Regions from separate parts of the Mus musculus genome. Here regions 1 and 3 are each linked to region 2. A link is a contact called in public promoter capture Hi-C data. All regions are on one chromosome and are shown on one strand. The core of a region is the stretch at or near the end of the contact, and the rest is flanking DNA. Distances in the headings are between cores, read along the strand shown.

Evidence for each region. Capture Hi-C pulls out chosen DNA fragments and counts their contacts.
Region 1: a promoter capture Hi-C map of adipose tissue shows a contact between it and region 2. The contact joins two enhancer-like sites. A contact is called at or near these places in 3 of 9 other capture datasets (adipose tissue, liver and pancreatic islet).
Region 3: a promoter capture Hi-C map of adipose tissue shows a contact between it and region 2. The contact joins two enhancer-like sites. A contact is called at or near these places in 2 of 115 datasets of contacts at active chromatin or transcription factors (embryonic stem cells and microglia) and 3 of 9 other capture datasets (adipose tissue, liver and pancreatic islet).

The regions. Positions count from the first base shown.
Region 1 is chr1:34,252,588-34,256,738 of GRCm38.p6, forward strand. Dst (dystonin) reads left to right here. Exons shown (of 103, transcript NM_001276764.1): 68 at 224-430; 69 at 3,645-3,764; 70 at 3,955-4,062. Among named protein-coding and RNA genes, the nearest start is that of Gm26788, 76 kb to the left of the region's middle. Within about 2 kb of position 1,589, at least 33 of the 459 cell types and tissues checked have an H3K27ac peak or open chromatin away from gene starts, as enhancers often do. A contact at or near this core is called in adipose tissue, where this site is marked.
Region 2 is chr1:34,119,500-34,123,826 of GRCm38.p6, forward strand. All of the region lies in intron 8 of Dst (dystonin), which reads left to right. Gm51742 (a long non-coding RNA gene) reads right to left here. Exons shown (of 3, transcript XR_003948640.1): 3 at 3,140-4,327. Among named protein-coding and RNA genes, the nearest start is that of Mir6896, 4.3 kb to the left of the region's middle. Within about 2 kb of position 1,717, at least 141 of the 459 cell types and tissues checked have an H3K27ac peak or open chromatin away from gene starts, as enhancers often do. A contact at or near this core is called in adipose tissue, where this site is marked.
Region 3 is chr1:34,285,030-34,289,310 of GRCm38.p6, forward strand. Dst (dystonin) reads left to right here. Exons shown (of 103, transcript NM_001276764.1): 88 at 2,158-2,352; 89 at 2,862-2,990. Among named protein-coding and RNA genes, the nearest start is that of Gm26788, 110 kb to the left of the region's middle. Within about 2 kb of position 2,917, at least 9 of the 459 cell types and tissues checked have an H3K27ac peak or open chromatin away from gene starts, as enhancers often do. A contact at or near this core is called in adipose tissue, where this site is marked.

The DNA.
Region 1 (4,151 bases), core at 339-2,838, 130 kb after region 2:
AAATGAACTGTCTCCTAAACTTCTCTGGAAACACTTTTGATTTTTTTTTTTCAAAACATCTTTTAATAATGGACATTCGTTTAGCTCAGATGTAACTAACCAGGCCAAGCACAGCCTTGTCAACCAGCAAAGAACCCCCACCCCCTCCCCCTCTCCCACCCTGAGAACAGAGCAGAGGGAGACCCTGCCCCGGCGTTTACCCATGCGTTTATATGTTCTCAAGGAACTGAAAAACGAAGTCAGGAGCAACAAAGCCTTAGTGGATTCTCTCAATGAAGTGAGCAGTGCCTTGTTGGAACTGGTGCCCTGGAGGGCCAGGGAAGGGCTCGAGAAGACGATTGCCGAGGACAATGAACGCTACCGACTGGTGAGCGACACAATCACGCAGAAAGTGGAGGAGATCGACGCTGCCATTCTGAGGTCTCAGCAGGTAGGACCGGCGCCTTGTTGCCGAGGTGCACTCAAGCTGCCCAGGGTCTTTACCTGAACAAACGTGTCTTGCTGCTGGATTCCCACTCCAGTTGCTGTGCTTCTGAAACGAACGTGGGGGTTTCAGTAGACTTTCGCCGGGCTATGTCTGAGCACCAGGGCTCTACTAATCTACACACGGTTAGCAGGCACCTGCACCCATTACGTCACAGGCAGCACCTGCCACACAGGGAAAGCCTCGTTTTCCAAACAGAATGCTCTGTGTCTACGTACATGCGTGCCGCTCACACTAGTCTTATGCCTAGACTGATGTATCTGTGAGCAGTCTGAATTCGTATACAGGTTGGTATCTACTGTCCCATGGTCATACTTCTGTATGCAAAGAGAAAGTCTCTGTTTTTAAAAAGGAGTTTTCTTGGTTGATGTAGAGTTTTTTCCAAAGATGACTAAAGGGGGAAAAAATTATAGTTTCTGACCTGCCTGTGGCTCGCACGGTTTCTACTCCAAAGTTTCAGAGAATTCTGCTGTTAGCCACAACCCTGTGGAAAATGGTGAGCGGCGAAGACAGTCCCTGGAATGGAAAGTTTAACTTCTATCCTTGTGGATATTTACATTTAAGTTGTGAGGCTCTCGTTGCAAACTCTGCAGGGGGTCATACGGGTTTGTAGGATACCTCCAGCAGGAGATGTGCGACCGACCTCTTCAGTCACACCAGGCAAAAGCAAGAACCACACACAGACTATGGGAGGGAGTCTCCGAAGCTGGGTTTCTAGCATTGTGTAATCGTAATTTGTAGGTTCTAAAGCCTCATGCCCTGCCCGTCGTTTAATATACCAGTCAAGGGTCACAGAGGCTGGTGGGAGACCAGGATAGCTCCCTGCTATCATTTCTCCCTGCTCACATTTCTGTGAGGCGCATTCATGCCCGAGGAATGTGTTTGCCTGCCTGTTTTACAGTTTGCAGGAATCTGTGTGCTTCGTTGTTGTAGCAAAGTGGGTTTGTTTATTCGTGAAGTTGATTCAGCTATTTTAAAATACCGGATTTTTTTTTTCATGAAAATTTATTTGAACATTTAGGGGCTGGCACCCAAGCCTTCTCTGAGTAACAAGACAAATATTGTGTCCTTTGGGAGCAGGGTTTTCTCGAGCACTTAACAGTGCTCAGTTAGCTGAATGATGTAAGACAGACACAGACTGAATGACGGGTTGAGTTCACATTGCTTAGCACACACTGGAGCTTGCCCAGTCACTAGCTACAGATCAGCTACCATAAGAAATGTTTGCAAGTGTTTCCCAAAGGTTTGGTTTTAAATTAATCAGGTTAATGTCATAGTTCTTGAACCTAAAATATCAAAATGTGCCCTTAGAGAAAACAATATTGGCCAGGCATGATGGTCTAGATCTTTCATGCCAGCACTCCAGAGGCAGACAGATGGATCCCTTCCTGGTTTTTATATGGATTTAAACTTGATTTTATTTGCCTGTATCCATTTTCAGTGTGGCAGCAACAACTGGGGGTGTAGGACTAGGGGGAGATAAAGCCCCACGTCCCCTTGGGCTCTAGGGCATGTGCCTCATTTTCATTCGGTGGGGCTGGCCATTCCAGCTCTCTGCACAGCCTCTCCTGATGGCACAGTGAGGGAGGCCATGATGGTCTAATTAATACTGGGTGTCAAGGAGGAGACCCTGAGTCCTCACTGTGTCTGTTAGTTATGATGCCAGTAAGATACAGCAAAGGAAAAGTGCGTCGGCATTGTTACTACGAGGCAGGCTGAGGTATGGACTCCACATCACTCTCCGTTTACACTGTAGGATGACTCTTAGCTTTGGGACAGTGGGAATAAAACTTTGTACCCTGCTTAACATCATCACCACGGAAGGGACATGGTCACAGACTCAAGGGTGAAACCCTAGGCTCCTCATGCCGCCTCTCTTGGCATGAGTGCGGTGGCTTGAATGTGATTGGCTTGGAGTGGGTATTGTATGTTAATTGCCTCATTAGGCTGCCCCGTCCCATGTTCTTTGGCTAGAGAGAACAGGATTCTCCCGGGCCTGTGTCTGCACCCATTGGTGTGTAAGGGTAGTCTGTCCATTCTGTACCTAACCTTGGATAGGTGAGGCTCTAAGAAATAGCAGAGAACGTATCACCCTTGGGGTGTTGATCCTCAGGACACAAGGTTCAAAGCACTCTGCCTGGCTCTAGACGCTGCAGCTGTGTGACCATATGCCATGCTTGGGGATTCTAGATGTACTTCTGTTGGAATGAGGAAACTTGGTCTGTTCTGTCTTCTCGAGTGTTTACATTGTGTTAATGTAGAGTCCTTTTTTATTGGTTATTTTATTTATTTACATATAAATGTTATTGCCTTTCCTGCCTTCCCCTCCACAAACCCTCTATCCCATGCACCCTTCCCCTACTTCTCTGAGGGTGCTTACCCACCCACTCCCGCCTCCCCACCCTGACATTTCCCTATGTAGAGTCTTTAAAGTAGAATTACTTTATAACTTATTTTTGAGCCCTGCCCATCTCTTTTCCTACCTAATTACTCTCCCCTACTCCCACCTGGATTTCCAGCAGGGCAGTCACAAAATTACCAACAGTATTAACTCCGGCTTTTACTTTCCCCTGACTACTCTGGGCTTTAACATCCTCTACCAGGCTATGAATTGCTGGTACACTAAGGAAGAGAAACTCAGACATCTGTGAATGACCACGAGTACATTCAAAGTCCGGGGTTCCATGGGGCGTTTACATGTTGTGCACGAGTTGTCTGAGCACATTCTTCACACATGGGTACAGATATGTACACACACATTGAGACATAAACCCCTACAATAAGGAAATGGTAGTGTTTCATTATTTTATCACGGAACCATGTGCTTGGACGGCACAGCACTCCCTGCCCTTCCGAGAATTGACGTCACAGGGAAAAAGTTATTTAAAATGGTATCTACTGTCAGGTTTTCTGGCAGTTAATGTTTGGGATGTAAGATGCCTGAAAAGGCCGCCATGGCACCTGCCATCCTTACATCCTAACTGCGATGTCACGGTATGGCAGAGCTACGAGCTTGTGGACAGAGTTCTCTTAAGATGCTATGGAAAGAGAAACTGAGAGTCTCCAATTAGGAAGCAGGTATTTAGAAGTCACACAAATAGGTAATATTTCTGGCACCAGCCACAGGAACCTGCTAACCTAATTATTATCTTTTGTTTAGTTTGAGCAAGCAGCAGATGCCGAGTTATCCTGGATCACTGAAACACAGAAGAAATTAATGTCTCTGGGTGACATCAGACTTGAGCAAGACCAGACCTCTGCTCAGCTGCAGGTTCAGAAGGTGAAGAAATGCACTTTCAGTCTCTGTCTGCGTTACGTGTCGCCAGGCTCCAAGTCTAGAAAACATATCCATGTGGTTTTGCTTTCCAAGACCCTGTCCGTATAACTTGCTATTTTCAACTACTTTGCTTGCTCGCCTTCACCGAATCATACCGTGTCTTTGTATTTTGTCTTTGTTCGGTAAATCCCAGGCTTTCACCATGGATATTTTGAGACACAAAGACATCATTGATGAACTTGTTACGTCTGGGCATAAAATCATGACCACATCCAGTGAAGAGGAGAAGCAGTCAATGAAGGTATCACCTTGTCTGAATGCTGGCCAGTAAACTCCAAATGAATAGCATCCCCTGAGATTCTGCCTACTTGAGACTTTGTATCTGCAGCT
Region 2 (4,327 bases), core at 467-2,966:
TGCCAGAGACCGGAGAGAACGGTCCCCAGCTACTTACTGCAGGAAGAAGGAAATAACGGATGGGGATGTCGGTAAATGGGAATTAGAAGTAGAGCATATAGACTCTACATTTGAGGAACGTTAACGCAAAGGGTCATTTAAGAATGACGTGTTAAGTCAGCAACTGCTTGTGTTTCCACATCAGGGATTAGGGACAGGAGGACTGACAGCTTGAATATGGTTGTTTGGGTAAAATGTAAATGAAATAAAGCCTTTTTTGATGCTGTGCTGATTGTGGATTAAAACTCTTGGCTGTGCCCAGGGAAAGAGTGGTGACCGCCCTCACTCAGAGTGTTACAGCCTTTAGTTCCTGTATTCATTGTATGAATATGACAAAGTTTGTCACTTCTTACAGAAGTGGTAGGTTTTTAAAATACTGCTTTTGAGCATCACAAATTGGATCTGTTTTTCAGTCTGGCATTCAGAAGGTAGGAATTATATTCCTGTTGGTCTCACGTCATAAACCACTGTATTCGAGATCATGATGAGGTACAGTGTGCTGTCTGTTAAAGGATTCTTTAAAGTTAGCGTAACCAAGGGTGGTATATCCATCGGCAGTGGAGATACAGTTGGAAGTGTCTGAAGCAAAGTTTAGCATCTGTGCCAGGCCTGGCAGGGCATTGGAGAAGAAGGCTGTAAAAGTACCAGTTACCAGGCAGATGCAAAGGCTGAGCCATTTCTGGAAGGGAACAGGGCGTGTGACCTAACCATGGACAGTTGCTTAGTTTGGCAGGGCCGGAGGGAAGGGTGGAGGGTGTGCCAATCTCAGCCTGCTTCCCCACCCTGGCAGTACACACAGAAGCCATTCCACATTCAAACCGTGTTCCGTTGTCATTGCACATATTGAAAACTTAAGAACAAACAAACCCAAGACATTTTTCCCCCCTAGCCTTCATCTAGAACATCACTGGCTAATGTTTAATTTTCTTTCTAAATGATTAAGAAAACCCTTACAATACAGATATGTTACAGATGTCTGTAACATCAGTGTGTCAACCTGACCCTTGACTGGATAGCCCCTCCTCAGAGAAAGACTACCTCAGGAAAGGCAGGTACCGACTTTCCAGCTGACTTTGGCTTGTGTGACAATATCTTCCCTGTCACGCTGACTTCCTTTGCACCGTGTCTGTGACTCAGGGTTAGGAATACAAACAGCTCAGAGTATTGAGTCCATACTGATTCCTTAATTTCCCACCCTGACCCTGCTAAAGCTGTCTAATATTTAACCCAAGTGCAATCGCAGAGCATAAAGTTTAACTGCCCTAATGCATGTGTCAGAGTGAGCACACTTCCTTTAGCTAAGTGCTCCACCTTTAAATCCCTTCACGTAGTTCTTTGGTCATGTGACAATCCTGTCCTAGTGAGCAGATAATCAGAGATTTATGATTTGAGCACTGTCTCAAAGCCGTATTAAAAGACTAGCTTTAGACATAATTGAAGGTATTTTCGGCTTTCAATATTTATCTTCCCTTCATCCAATTGTTGAGTCCTATCTCTATGCTACTTTTTTCTGAGTTAGTCTTAACACTAGAGACTCACAAGCTTTTCATCTATTTGTGTGGGGGCCCTAAAATTAGGTGGCGTTTCCAGGGGTGGCTCCCTGAGCTTGACTGTGAAAGGCACTTTGAGACTGAACTTGAAGGACACTTTGCTAGCGAGTCTCCGGACTGTGTTTACTTTCTGTTTGCTTAGCTTCAGAGGTTAATGCAGCTGTCGATAGGGTGTGTGTGCATTTCAGAAGGCACAGTGTTAACTGGAGGGCCGTGGTCTCCGTAGTGAGCCTCGGGGTTTGCCGTGGAAGTTCACTGGTGTCTGATTTGACTGTGAGCAGTCATGTTTGTCTGAGAGGACTGGTGGCCAGGAATGAGCCACAGTGCCTAATAAGACACAGGACCGGCTGGCAGGAAGCCACAGCATTTCTTGCAAGTGGTTTTCTCATAAGCAACATGGCTTCGGGCTGAAGAGGATAGTCACACAGCCTGCTAGGAATTACAAGTCAGAGTGGCGTCTCGGGACTTGGTGGAGCGGGTCCCTGGAAGCCCCGGATTTTGAAATGAGTGAGTTCGTGGAGCCGTGAGTGCCCGTGAATCAAATGGGGAATGTCTGTGGCTGTGTGCGGGCTGAGAAAGAAGAGCCATATTTCGATCCTGCCAAAAGTCCCTTGAGTCCTGAAAAATACTCTCCCGGAAGAAAGTATTTCAGAAGAAAGCCTTGCCAAAAAGTTGTAGATGACACCGAGCCGGTGCGGCAAAGCAGTGAAAGAGAAGGCAAGAAGGGCGTCAGTCAGCCTGCTGGGGGACAGCCAGCTGTGTCCTCCGGAGAACTGCCGTGGGAGGACCCTGCCGCAAGCCCCACTAAGGAAGATGCTGTGCAGCTGGGGAAGAGGGCAGCCACAGAGCACGGTGACCAGAAACCTCTGCCCAGCTCTGTGGACGGCTACCCCCACCGAGTGACAGTTTCCTCTGCTCAGGGGAGATACTCAGAAGTCCAAGTTAGCATCCCAGACAAGATAATTTCAGAAGAAGATAGCCCTCCATATTGCCCAGAGACGGAGAGACACTTAGATGATGTCAACTCAAAACACAGAACATTCCTGAGAAAAGACAATGTTTCTCTTTCCCAAACGGCAGCCAGCTCAAGTCCCATTCTCTGTGTCACAGAGAAGTCCCTCAAAAACAGTGCACTTATGGGAAACCTCTCAAGAAGCTGTCACAGTGTCCTGGAACAGGACAGTGATGAGAGAGGTCACCCTTTCGGAGTACACCGTCTTCAGCTCACAAAAAGGAGGTGCCATTCCCTCTCTTCTGGTGTGTCCTCTGTCTCCAAGGATGCACCTAGGGATGATGGATGCCAGGTAAGCGACACTGGAGTAAGTGACTGCCCCTCCTCCCCCTCACACCAGACTCCAGTGTAGCGGCTTCTCAAAAATGCCATCTGCATGTTAGCCTGTGTCAAAGTTAAAGGGTTTTCAGAGGTCAACACGGTGACTTTATCTTGCGTGTTACCCATATTTCTTACCCTCAGTTTAAATAGCACCTACATTTTACCATTGTGTAACTTGGGAAAGCTCTGGCTCAGCAGGACACTTAAGCTTGATGTCTTTCACTCATGGCTCTTGATTTTTTTCTTTTGTAATAGTCTATAGAAACTTAGCTCTGTGATAGGTAAAAGTTAAATAAGAAAACACTTGAATACCTCAGTGTAGATAGCAGAGAGGATTTTGATGTTCCCAACATATACAAAAAAAAAAAAAAAAAAAAAGAAAGAAAGAAAGAAAGAAAGAAAGAAGACAAACATTTGATACTATAGATTGCCTAAAATGCCCATTTGATTATTGCCAGTTATACACATCATACACTGTAGTCCCCAAATAGGTTCAATCACCCTGCCAATAAAAATAAGAAGTATTGTTTAAAAAGGACTATGTAGTGACCCTGTAGCACACAGTACAGTCCTCCACATTCTGACTTCTGTTCTATAGTCCAAGAGGCCAAATTCCAGCTCTCTCTATCAGTTGTCATGCACATAATTACTTTCCATCTTCTGTGTGCTGAGGGCAGAGGCAAACATTAGCTTGCCCAAATATCATGACCCCTGTTTGACATCAGAAATTGTTGGGCCAGCATGTCATTGGGACTGGGATGTGACTCAGGCTGCCAGGAAGTTGGGCTCTTTTTCCCTGACACTGATAATTTACCTTGGGACAAATTACTTATCTTTCAGATGTAATTGGATCAGAATAATGCACTTCCCTGAGAGGTGCGTTATCTAAGTGACTTCACAGAGTTACTAAATCAGGACTGGGTTTTTTGTTTTTTTGTTTTTTTTTTTAACTTTATCTTTCACCCAGAAAGCTCTGGGTATAAGTGGTATCCATGATGCTCAGCTTCCTGGGCAGGCCTGTGTGTCACCAGTGTGGGTCCCTGGACAGTGACCAAAGGAGATTTTACTAGGGTTCGTGTGCATAGTCATTGTTGACCTTGGTGACTGGATTCCTGTTTGTGTACACCACAGGCCTTGCCAGTGTTCTGCCTCATGAAGTTCTGTTTATGTTTTACACTGGTTGCATTTTAAAAGGAAAACTAGCGGTGGAGGCATTCTCTGGGCAGGTCTGGCACGAAGGCCAGTGCATAAGAAGGCAAATCGGCTGCCCATGTTTACGAATGTCACTTGCTTTAGTGTCTTACATTTATCTCCCTCATAATTTGCCATCAAGTAAGCTCTGTGTGGTGGTGGTTGTTTTTCTTTATGGGGACTCACTAAAACCTGTCTCTTTAATGAGCCTTTC
Region 3 (4,281 bases), core at 1,667-4,166, 170 kb after region 2:
TGTGGGCGGATGTAAGCCACCAGCCGTGGGTGCTGGGAACTAAACTCAGGGTCTCTGCGGGAGAGAAGAAAGCCTTAAGTGGAGAGCCATCTCTCCAACCCCAAGATCTTAATTTATGATCCAGCCATGTAATACAACTTGGCAGGCCTTCAGAAGAGCGTGAAGCCACAGCCAGCGCGCACGCCAGGGCTGACTTTATCTGTGAGCAGCTTGTGGTACTTTACCCGACTTCCCCAGTTTTTCCTTGCTGTGATTTTTGGCCTGGCTTCAGAAAAATGTATTTTATTTTAAAATGTTCTCTGCATGCCTCTTCTTCAGCTGTGGTATCCTGACCATGCTTGGTCTTTTTAAGCTGCTATTTAAACTTATTTTAAAGATTTATTTATTTATTTATTTATTTATTTATTTAATGTATATATGAGTGCAATTATAGCTGTCTTCAGACACACCAGAAGAGGGCGTCAGATCCCATTACAGATGGTTGTGAGCCACCATGTGGTTGCTGGGAATTGAACTCAGGACTTTCGGGAGAGGAGCCAGTGCTCTTAACCTCTGAGCCATCTCTCCAGCCCTATTTAAACTTTTAAAACATATTTGCATATTTCCTTTCCTGTTTGTTGCCGTCCTATGAACAGAATTATACTTAACACTAACAGAAAAATCAAAGAACAAAGAGCGTGCTGGAGTTGTGTCTCGGCTGGTAGGACGCTGACTTAGTTCTTGCAGAGTCCTGGGTTTGATCCCCAGCTCTGCCCATACCCAGTGTGGTAGCTCACTCCTTTATTTCGGGCACCGGGGAAGCAGAGGCAGGAGTGGGAGTTCAAGGTTATCTTTGAGCCATGAGATCCTTATTCAAATAAGGAAATTAAAGAACATTGGTCAGGCCCACAATGCTTTGCTTCTATTGATGTTCTTGTGGTGAATTCAGACATCTCCGAATAAGTTGACTGCATAGGTATGTACTTTATAGACATTTACAACCCAATGCGCTTTCCAGATGTTTGACACAGAAAACATCATCAAATATGAATTATTCATTAAGGATTAGTAATGTAGTTGCAAGACTCCAAAAGTTTAACTATACAAAGAACTTTGGAAAGTCCTCTGGAACTGTTGACTAGTCCTGTCACGGGTGACTATGTAGATATCTTCCATTCTGTGTGTATTGATAGTACGTATGTTGTCTGTCTGTAGTCACCTACCATTGAAACACAGTCAGTCTGAAACCTGTCACCTGTTCGCCACACTCTGGCTGGATTGTTCTGGATAAACTCCCTTTGTGGGATGATTTGTGTATAAGCTTGAGTAATTCTATTGTAGACAGAACACTCGTTGTCTGAATATCTAGTCTTATACACAGACACTTAGATTGATGATGAAGAGCCCTCGGCTCAATGCCACTTGTAAGAGTGGCCTGAGGAAGCCATTCTCTTAAATGGCACATTACTCTTAAATCTGCCTAAATTGAGAAGACAAGGTCAGAGGTCCCAAAAGGTTTCCAATGAGATGACTCTAAACTGTGAAGTCACGGGTTGGTTCTTAAGGTGCTTCGGGGAATGGCTTATTATAGAGAAAAGGACCACATGACTCTCTTAGATTCGTTGGTCTTTCCGGACCCAGTAACGTGCACCAGGCTTGTTCAGTCCTGGCTCTGTAGCTTGTCTCTCAGAATGGTAGGTAATCAGCCACACTGACTGTGAGGGTCTGGTATTCTCTACTGCATGACTCAAAAGAAAGGGAATTTAATGTACTGTGTGTGTGTCTGTGTGTGTGTCTGTCTGTCAGGGGTGTGTGTCTGTCTATCTGTCAAGGGTATGTGTGTGTGTCAGGGGTGTGTGTAATTGAAATTGAGAAGGCCGATCACTATTATTTAAATCTAATATACTTATATATTTATATTGTAATCTTATATATTTCATTTTTTAATCCTAAATTAAATATTACTGAATATAAACAAAATCTATTCAAAACAGTGTTAAGTCCTTAAAGAGGAACCATGAGCTAGACTCAGTCAAAAGTATAGTCATTCAGATCTGTGGTCCTCAGATGTATGTATGTGGTGTCTTATATACATCCATCTCTCATGACAACGCACTTGGCTATTTAGGTTCTGTACTGAAAAGTAACCTGTGATGAAGGTCAGTATGGTTTCTCCAGGTCTTCCAGAAAGAGCTGGGGAAGAGGACCAGCAGCGTGCAGGCCCTGAAGCGCTCTGCCAGGGAACTCATCGAAGGCAGCCGAGATGACTCCTCCTGGGTCAGGGTCCAGATGCAGGAGCTAAGCACCCGCTGGGAGACCGTGTGTGCACTCTCCATATCAAAGCAGACGCGGCTAGAGTCAGCCCTGCAACAGGTAAAGTCCACATTACTGAGAGCTCAGTATAGCTGGTGAAGCCCTGCAGTCACAGCAAGGACAGCTCAGGTGGACTAGCGGGGCCAGTCCTCACCCTCATCTTAGACAGTTGTCAAGGAGGTCTCGTCTGTCTCATAACTGTCTGGACCCTTCTTCATGCTTCTCTGGAGAATTCCAAGTACTTAGCAGCAAGTACTTAGCAGGGGTATTTACTAATCTCTGCTTAGTACTGCTTGAATAAGTCACTTGGGAGTCCGACTGGCTGCCTCACACTGAACACTAGGCTGCAAGAACGATGAACTAGGCTTCCTGTGGGCTCCTTGGTATCTTACATCTCTCCTTATATTTTGAAAAGAAAAAAAAAATACCCCTGTCTTCTTAATAGGAGTAATGTGCATAATTAATTCACACTAAGACTTTTTCACTGGGAGGGGCCATGTGTGGTTCTGTAACGGTCATTAACGGGTATCCCGTGAAATCCTGTTTTCTGCGTGTGTGCTAACTGTTAGGCAGAGGAATTCCACTCTGTGGTCCACACCCTCTTGGAGTGGCTGGCAGAAGCAGAGCAAACCCTGCGTTTCCATGGTGCTCTCCCAGATGATGAGGATGCTCTCCGGACTCTCATTGAGCAACATAAAGTGAGTAACTTCCAGTACAAAACGGGAAACTGAAAAGGGAGAGAGAAGAAGCCCGTGACTGATTGTCGCGAGTATGAGACTGTCTCCCTCCTCCCTGCTTACACACCTGGATAGGCAGCTGTACTTTTTTTTTTTTTATAGTTTTTTTTTAATTAGTTATTTATTTCATTTGCATTTCCAATGCTATCCCAAAAGTCCCCCCCACACGCCCCACCACCCACTCCCCCACCCACCCACTCCCGCTTCTTGGCCCTTAAGATTCCCTTATGAAAGAAAAGTAGTCATTGGAGAACTAGGCTCTCTGCTTTGTGTCTCTGGGCCGCACGATGACCTTCGTAGAGGATCATCCGGTTTCTGACCAGAGTGAGCCCCTTCTGTCGCAATCGTATGTGTACTTCAAGGATGAAACTTCCAAAAGGAGCAGCTTGGCATTTACAGGATATCCCACTAGAACTGTGTCTTAATAGTTTTTACATCTGCATGCAAAGTAAGCAACTCATTTAAAGCCTAAACTATAACTCTGCAGCCCCTTTCTCTCTGGGCCTTGTCTTATTCACTTGGCGAGCTTGTGTGTGGCGTGGACCACCATGTGCTTGGGGGGTGGGGGGGTCCAGAAGGCAACGCACAGATGTGTGCCCATGCCTTCTGATGCGTGGATCCTGGGACTCAAACTCAAGCCTTCAGACCCAAGGCACCCCATTCCATTCACTGAGTGGTCTCTCCCGGCCCACTTCTCATTTTTAATCAAGAACCTTATAAAAAATTATTGTAATGAGCTACCCTATAATATAGATTATAAATTTAAAGCATTGGTTTCATAGTGTTGAATGGCTAAGGGGATGGGGGGGGGGGCATGACCTCAGGTCACCAAAGCAAGCTAAGCTCTTTTCTCTAGCAATGCTTGAAACTTGGCCAAAACCACACAAAACTGAAACATGTAACAGATGTTTCTTAACCTTTGACTGGGAACGTCAGATATTCACAGTGCTTACCCCGCCCCCCCCCCCCCAATGCAGTATTGATGTCCGCACATTTCTGATTCACTTGAAAGATTTTTTTTTAAACACCATTTTTTTAAATAACCTTGCCCTTCAAGGTCACGCTGGAAGTCCCTCATTCTGCTGTAGCGTGTGTTACATCATCTGCTTCTGACTTTCATTGCTGCCCTTCCTCAGAGATTGGTTGAGTATAGCAAGGAAACGTTGCCTCCCTGTTGATAGTGGTGCAGGCTTGCCCGGCATGGCCTGGAGGACCAAAGTGCTTTGTACACTGTTTACTACCCGTGAGGCGA